Linked DNA regions of Triticum aestivum: region 2 is linked to region 1. The links are chromatin contacts, called in public Hi-C maps. All regions are on one chromosome and are shown on one strand. The core of a region is the stretch at or near the end of the contact, and the rest is flanking DNA. Distances in the headings are between cores, read along the strand shown. Region 1 holds the start of LOC123045337 (heavy metal-associated isoprenylated plant protein 20). Region 2 holds the start of LOC123045338 (histone-lysine N-methyltransferase SETD1B).

Region 1 (4,253 bases), core at 1,046-3,545:
AAATCTTGGTTCTAGTTATATATTTAGATTATATAGACACTGTATATTTTCCACTTTATATTTTTGTAGTAGAGCCAATAATCTGATTTGTCACTGTAATGAACATGTGTTATTTTTGCTGTTTCTGTAGTGACCGCTTCCTGCCTGACAAGGCTATTGACTTGATTGATGAAGCGGGGTCCCGTGTTAGGCTCAGGCATGCACAGGTACTGACTATGAACAGTTGTGATCCCAGAGAGCCTGCTTCACTGCCTTGTTTTTGTTTAACCATTATCCCTTACATTACAGCTACCTGATGAGGCCAAGGAGCTGGACAAAAAACTTCGCCAAATAACAAAGGACAAGAATGAGGCTGTGCGTGGCCAAGATTTTGAGAAGGTATACATAGATTCTGGAGTTTTGTGTGAAGGTTCCTAAATGGTTTGCTTTAGTAGGATGCTAATGTTGTCTTGGTTGCAAGTTTATTGGTTCATTTGGCTATATTTACATTGTTGAATTACTTGTAAGGTGCCTCTAATCATAGCCTAGAAGCCAGCCTTTTCTTCCTTGTTATGTTTATGCAACTAAAATTAACCATTTTTGTTTCTTCCGTGTTATCTTACTGTTGTTGTTTATTGGCAGGCTGGGGAATTAAGAGACGAGGAAATGGAGTTGAAGGCCCAAATTACAGCCATTATTGACAAGAGCAAGGAAATGGTTAAAGCAGAGACTGAATCCGGCGAAGTTGGTCCTCTTGTCACAGAGGCAGATATTCAACACATCGTCTCATCATGGACTGGTATACCTGTGGAGAAAGTCTCATCTGATGAATCTGACCGCCTCCTTAAGATGGAAGAGACTCTCCATACTCGTATCATTGGTCAGGATGAAGCTGTCAAAGCTATTAGCCGTGCTATCCGCCGTGCTCGTGTTGGCCTCAAGAATCCAAATCGGCCCATTGCTAGCTTCATATTCTCTGGACCAACTGGTGTTGGTAAATCAGAATTAGCAAAGGCTCTGGCATCCTACTACTTTGGCTCAGAGGAAGCCATGATCAGATTAGATATGAGTGAGTTTATGGAGAGACATACGGTGTCCAAACTCATCGGATCACCTCCAGGTTATGTTGGCTACACCGAGGGAGGTCAACTAACAGAAGCAGTCCGCCGCCGTCCATACACAGTTGTTCTCTTTGATGAGATTGAAAAGGCACATCCAGATGTCTTCAACATGATGCTTCAGATCTTAGAAGATGGGAGGCTGACAGATAGCAAGGGACGGACAGTTGACTTCAAGAACACTCTGCTGATCATGACATCGAATGTCGGAAGCAGTGTCATCGAGAAGGGAGGCCGGAAGATTGGGTTTGACCTTGACTCTGACGAGAAAGATACCAGCTATAACAGGATCAAGAGCTTGGTGACCGAGGAGTTGAAGCAGTATTTCCGGCCAGAGTTCTTGAACAGATTGGATGAGATGATTGTGTTCCGGCAGCTGACAAAGCTGGAGGTGAAAGAGATCGCTGATATTATGCTCAAGGAGGTGTTTGACAGGCTCAAGGCAAAGGAAATCGACCTCCAGGTAACAGAGAAGTTCCGGGATAGGGTTGTCGATGAAGGTTACAACCCGAGCTACGGTGCCAGGCCTCTGCGACGTGCCATTATGAGGCTTTTGGAAGACAGCCTGGCGGAAAAGATGCTGGCTGGCGAGGTCAAGGAAGGTGATTCTGCTATTGTTGATGTGGATTCGGATGGTAAGGTGGTAGTTCTCAACAGCGGGGGTGGTATTGCAGAGCCGCTGGAGCCTGCTCTGAGTGCCTAGTTGGGTACACCATCTTCTTATTTCGTTATCTCAGCTTGGTGTCCTGGTGATGGTACCTAGATTAATATCACTGCCCTTTCAGTTATGTGTTCTCCTCTTCTTTTTTTGTCTCTCTCTTCTTTCACTCTCTTGAAGTTCGAAGTTTGAAGCGAGGCACTAGAAATTGTTATGTAAACGAAACAAACATAGATGCATGTACGAGCAAGCTGTATGCCAGTATATCTTTTGAGTTTTTTCTTTTCTTTTTGAGAGAGTAGTTGCTCTGTTTCTGAAGAACAGTCGAAGGCTTCATCTACCTGCAGTTACTTGCTTTGTACTATCTCCGTCTCGGTGAATAAGTCTAGGTCGGCGATTTAATTATTTAATTATGTATTATATGTGATAAAAATATATATATTTTAGAAACTACATCCGTGTAGAAATCTAGTGATATAATTTTCATGACATATAACACATATTTAATTCTTCTAGATAGAGGTAGTACTGTTTTGTTTAGGTAGCGAGTAGAGAGCTAATTGACGCCGTGCATTTCCCAGTCTACCAAAACAAATCATCTCCGTGAAACGACAAACAAGAAATAATAATGAAGCAGCTTCCTGTCAAAACAGCTGGCCTGTGAAGCAGGGAATGGTCATCCTGGAAGCAGGGGTGTTTGCTCATTTAATCCGAAAGCGCCGTGGTTTAATCGCTCGCTCTCTGCAGCCTAGAAGCATCAATATGGACTTGCACGTCCACCCTAACCATACAAATTTAAATTTATCCTCTGATATTTTCTTGTTCCTTCCTCTTTCGTCTCTACATATACGACCCTTCACGGTTCTGTACCCGAGAACACTACTGCTTCAGTCGTGTCAGATCAATAAGATCATGGGCGTCTTGGATCACCTCTCCGATTTGTGCAGCATGACAGACACAAAGGCAGCCCTCAAGCTCAGGAAGAGGCGGCCGATGCAGGTGAGGCTTGTGGAATTCATTTTTTTTTAGTACGCGTGTGCTCTCTTGTTTTGCTTGGAAACAGTTTCAACTTCTCATCTCATGAGATGACCTGTTTTTTTTTTTTTTGCCATTTCGTTGTTTTATATATACACGTGATTAACTCGAGTAGTTTGTGATCCGCAGACGGTAAACATCAAGGTGAAGATGGACTGCGAGGGCTGCGAGAGGAGGGTCAAGAACGCCGTCAAGTCGATTCGGGGTACACACATACATACTCCTACATACGTAGCGATATCCAGAAATGAAACAACATCAAGCAATCTAAAGTTTTCGTTGCGAATAGTTTTGTGAAGTTAAATTCTGCTGATGAACGTTTCATATTCTGTACATGTTGATGCCAAAGGTGTGACGGCCGTGTCAGTGAACCCCAAGATGAGCAAGGTGACGGTGACGGGGTTCGTGGAGCCGAGCAAGGTGCTGGCGCGGGTGAAGAGCACCGGGAAGGTGGCCGAGATGTGGCCCTACGTGCCGTACTCGCTCACCACCTATCCCTACGTCGGCGGCGCCTACGACAAGAAGGCGCCGGCGGGCTTCGTCCGCGGCGCGCCGCAGGCCATGGCCGACCCCGGGGCGCCGGAGGTCCGGTACATGAACATGTTCAACGACGAGGACGTCAACTCCTGCGCCATCATGTGATGATACCGACCCATCTTGACGATCTCCACCCTAGCCAGCCGGCCAGTCACCTAGAGACCACACGGCCTAAGATACCATCGCAGTCATAGTAATAGTAAATCTACGCGTGTACGATTTTGTGTGGCTTGTTTTTCTTTTGGTAATGGGTAAAGTAATATTATGAGTTTTTTCTTATGAAGTACTTCCTTTGTTCCTAAATATAAGTCTGTGGAGAGATTTCACTATGAACCACATATGGATGTATGTAGATGCATTTTAAAGTGTAGATTCACTCATTTTGCTCCGTATATAGTCCATAGTGAAATCTCTACAAAGGCTTATATTTAGGAACGGAGGGAGTAATATAAACTTGTTGCCAATTTCATGGTGAAAGGTAAACTATTACTATGAGAGGTTTTCCGGATGAAGTAATATGAGCTCGTTGCTAATACTGTAGAGCATCTCTTAGCATGTCGATATTTTAGGGCATCTCAAAAGCTAATCACCAAATGAACATCATCAAATGTCCACAGACATGTCCTGGCATGTCTACGAACTGGAAACTTGAAATTAGGTGCCAACGCACCAGACGCGACAATCTCATCACTCACATGCACCACTAGCCTGATGTTCACGGGAGAGTGAAAGGCAGTAGTAGCCAAACCTCAATGATTCATCGAAGCATCTCTAGCAGACCACTTATATCACCCCGACACATAAAATAATCGTCAGTTACAGTTTGGCATGAAAAAATGACCCGAACAGACACCATAAACGCGCACGACCCTTAAATTTTTTTGAGGGGCACGATAAATTGCCCTCTCCGACCCGCGAAAACCCAG
Region 2 (4,253 bases), core at 1,257-3,756, 420 kb before region 1:
AAAAGCTTGATAACATTTGTTGTACATCAAAAGGGCACAACCTTGTGTATTCTGGTGAATCTGAATCCAGGGGAGGAATCTTGGTGCTTAATTGTGGACTGCAGGGATGTTCTGTCCCTCTTCAAGTTGATTCTTCAATGCAAAGTAGAACATTATGTTTGTCACGAAACTATAAAATAAAGGGAAGCAAAAGATGGTTCAGCATACACTGCTCGTCACTGTAATCTACTGAATTCTAGGAGTGCAACTGCATCAACCACAGCTACCAGTACAAGAAATTCAAACGTGAATTAACAACTATAAATAAAACCGTAATTAACAACAGCTGGTCAGCTCGGATCACAAAACCGAGGCATAGGTACAACAAAATATCCACTAAACACATGTAGCATCATCGAGAACTTTTAAACTTGTAAATTTTCTTAAACATGCATTGACAAAGGGCTCCAGAATATCAGCTTTACTCATCATCTGCTCTACTTGACCTGTAACGCCGGGAGTTCATCTTAGAGTTGGTCTGCATCAGTGCTGGTGGTGGTGGTGATGCTTTAGGGTCATCTTCATCCATCTCACATTGGTCAGTTCCGTCAGAGGCTACTGCTGCTGCTGCACTAATGAGAGATGGGTTTGCACCACTAAATCTGGGGCCCTCATCCACCACCATGGCATCAACTGACTTCTTCCTAGGGATGAATGTGACTGAACTAGGAATCTCAGCAGGTGTCTCAGGCTGCATCTTGTTGGGATCTGATCTGCCTAACAGATTGTGCAAGTCTGCAAGAGCTCTCCCGTTAGATTCGTCAGTACTCTCTGGTGTCTCCAGAGTGTAACATGTGTACTTTGAAGGGTTCCTAACATAGTCAGGAACCCCAGATGGCGTGGAGGAGTTGCCCTTTGTTGTGACCACATCCATGGACTGAGGAACCATGGGAGAATCTTCATCATGTTCAAGAAGCTCCACTGGTTGTTCTTTAACATCGGCATTAAACCTCACACGTTTCCTTGGTTTTGAATCGGCTTGCTCCTCCTTCCTCTTCAGTATAGGTTTCACGCTGATATCCTGAGCTCTCATTGCTTGCATTCCAGCAGTTGGACACTCCTTGGTTTGAGTTGGAGAATGAAGGCCAATTTTAACCGAACCATTGTCTTCTCTGAGCCTTGCAGATGCTGCATCAAGATCTGCCCGAGGATCCTTAGATAAACCGCAGATCTCATCAATGGTATCATCAAGGAGGTCAGGCACTACAGTATTGATGCTCATATTAATGCCCTCATCCATGATTTCACTCATGTACACACGTTCTGCAGCATCTTCTTTACCAAATGCTGCTCTATCATATTTGTCCTCCTCTTCCTGAAAGATAACACACCCAATCAGAACAAGGTGCAAATAGATAGGTATGCCAAATACAAAAGCAAAAGCTCCTTACCTGCATTTAGTATCAGATTTAGATAATTTTAGCGTTTTCATGTTAAAGTCATCTTATATAAGTCTACAAACAGTCTGGTTTGCTTTATGATTTATCTTAGTACTAGTAATTAGCAAAAGCAGACGGCCTTCAAAAGAAATGAACAGTCCTTAAGGTTCCATTGGAACTGTGGAATAGACTCTTATCATCCCCTGCGGCATTTCCCTTGAGAAAGACCCCATTACAAAAATCAAAAGCGAAAATCACAACAAGCAAACAACATGAAGTGAGCAAATTGATGACAACGATACTCCAATCCCCCATACTTAGCACTTTTTCTATCCCGCTAGGTGACTGGAGATCAATACACTCTACAGATGAAACGTTTCTTCAGCAAGCAGTAGGGTATGAGTAGCAAATGAAGAAGCCAAATCGGCCTTACTATCTTGATCAATGCCCTAATTTCCACAAGCAATACAGCATCGAATAGCAAATGGCCAAATCAAATAAAATCGAAAGTTATTTTTCTCTCACCTCCCGATCCAGAGTCGGGTCAAGGCCGATCGAAACCCTAACCTCCTCTTCCTCGTCCTGCTCCTCCTTCCTATGGTCCTCGCCCTTCACATCCTCCTCATCCTCGTCATCATCTTCGGGGTCGTCCTCAAAGTCCTGCTTGGACCGCCGCCTCCGGCCGCGGAGGCACCCGTTGGCATCGTAGAACGCGGACGAGCACGGCGTGTCGGCGCGCTCGGCCGCGGCGCGCTCCTCCTCCTCGTCGCGCGCCTCCGACGGGCGCGCCCAGCGCTGGCGCTCAACATCTCCGGCGGCGACGGACCAGGAAGCTGCCGGGAAGGAGGAGCTCGGGACGTCGCCGAAGAGACGCGACCCGAAGAGGCGCTTCACCCGCTCCTCGAACCCCTCCCCGGCTCCGCCGCCGCCTCCTCCTCCGCCCCCCTCGGCCGCCATGGATCGGACGCGAGGCAGCGAACCAATCTTACAGAAGCTTCTCGAAAGTTCCTCTCGGCCCGGCCGTGCGCTGTGGGTTTGAGATGGGGGTTTGCTTCGAGTCTGAGAGGCTTGCGAGGTTTGAAGTTGAAGACGGCAACTCGCGGTCGATAATCGTTTCCGGCTTGGGCTTGGGCCCGGGCTATGGTGTCGGTAACCAAACGGGCTAGAACGTCACATGCACAGTTAATACTCCTATTTTCTAGAAAAGCAAAAAAGAAGCCCTAGAAAAAAGCAAAAAAGTACAGTAGTATAGTAGTATTACTTTTCCTCCTCAAAAAATTACCCCTAATGAACTCTAAAAGAGGATAAACCAGCCCCTAAACTTTGCCGTATCAGATCAATCAGCCCCTATACTTTGCCATATGGGATCAATCAGTAATCAGCTCAGATTTTGCACATGATTGCAGATGGGTTTGGATGTAAAGGCATTTCCAACATCGACCCTTAAACCATCTACTTATAACCGGACCGCGCTATTCGGATATTTTTTTTTCATACCGGAGACAAAGTGAGGGGTTTTGCCGGCGCCCGGACCACTGCACGCACGTTCCTGACTACCCAGGCCCATAAAAAAAACCACGCCCGCGCGCGTTCCGGCCCGGCGCCAACTGTCCTCATTCATGCCGCTGGAGAGCGGCCGCTCCTCATTGACGCCGGTGCAAAACGGCCGCGACCTCTTATTGTCGGCATTGAAGCGGTGCGCTGGCCGAGACAGTGTCGCCCGCTGCACGCCCGACTGAACACGTCTCCTCGCCACATTCAAACGGCCATAGACTGCCCGCCTTCCTCCATTAAACCCGTGTGTGTGCCGAGAAATCTACTCCGACCACACGTCCGTTCGTGAGCCACCCGTCATGGAACACAACGCCGGTTGGCTCCGGTCGTCGGCCCACTATTTAAACAGCGTCAGACGCCGGGCAAAAATCGCACCACACTCCACTCCCATATCCTTCTTGCACCATTTTCTCCACAATATCCATGGCATCCGACAAGCAGGGAGAGGAGTTCTCCGGCATAAAATCCGGTTGGATGGCCCGTCGAGACCGCAGGATACAAGGCAAGGAACTCTCTACTCCATCACCCTCGACGCTCCAGGCTGCTGCAGGCCAGCTTGTGGATGCAGAAGGTCCAAGCCGCTCCATCGTTCAACAATTCGCCACTCCAAGCCAGCTCGTCGACGAGTGGCAGGTTGCTCCAGGCCGACACGTGGGGGAGCATGGCGGCACAGGCATTGTGGTTGTCATGGACAACATCGTGTCGTACCGCTCCTCCCGTGTCTGCAACCGCTCCATCCGTCGTCAATATACGCATAACCACGCCCTGCCGGCGGAGAAAGAAGTCGGCTTCGCAGAGATGGACGAAATGATGGCCAGCACGTCTGCACCCGCCGCCATCATCGAGGAGAAGTAGAACATGGGTGAAAGCACAAGTGCTCCATGGGTGATTTTGGTAATTAATGTCAACACATCTTTTGTTGGACTAATAGTTTTATCTAGTATGTTTCAGATAAGTTCAATAGTGGAGTGGCAAGGACAAGAGGGTGTGGAATTCCTTCAAAATGCTAAGGACAATGATTGCCAAAAGCTCAAGACTCTTCATTTTTGTTTAAGTGATCTAATATAACACTGAGTCCATAGGGAAGCCAATACTATTAAAACGGGATGAGGTGTTGCATAATGGTCTACTTGCTCAAAGTGCATAGTGGTATTGCTCCAAAACCATCAGCCACTCTCTTCACCCAAATATGTCCAAAACCCTAAACTCCAACTCGGCCCCACCGTTATCTTTCATCCAGAGCCACCGAGTTCATCATGACATAGCCACTTCCAGAAACCC

Evidence for each region. Hi-C and Micro-C count contacts between places; a contact is called where the count stands out from the background.
Region 2: a Hi-C map of leaf shows a contact between it and region 1, with 5 times the contacts expected there. The contact joins the promoter of LOC123045338 here to the promoter of LOC123045337 in region 1. A contact is called at or near these places in 2 of 5 Hi-C or Micro-C datasets (both in leaf).

The regions. Positions count from the first base shown.
Region 1 is chr2B:440,679,298-440,683,550 of IWGSC CS RefSeq v2.1, reverse strand. It overlaps LOC123045337 (heavy metal-associated isoprenylated plant protein 20), which reads left to right and starts at 2,295. Exons shown (of 3, transcript XM_044468340.1): 1 at 2,295-2,754; 2 at 2,920-2,995; 3 at 3,140-3,595. The coding sequence starts at 2,428. The coding sequence ends at 3,432. LOC123045336 (chaperone protein ClpC1, chloroplastic) reads left to right here. Exons shown (of 10, transcript XM_044468338.1): 8 at 131-206; 9 at 289-378; 10 at 622-2,042. The coding sequence ends at 1,800.
Region 2 is chr2B:441,095,406-441,099,658 of IWGSC CS RefSeq v2.1, reverse strand. It overlaps LOC123045338 (histone-lysine N-methyltransferase SETD1B), which reads right to left and starts at 2,506. Exons shown (of 2, transcript XM_044468341.1): 1 at 1,944-2,506; 2 at 279-1,354. The coding sequence starts at 2,375. The coding sequence ends at 461. LOC123045339 (trihelix transcription factor ASR3) reads left to right here. Exons shown (of 3, transcript XM_044468343.1): 3 at 1-32.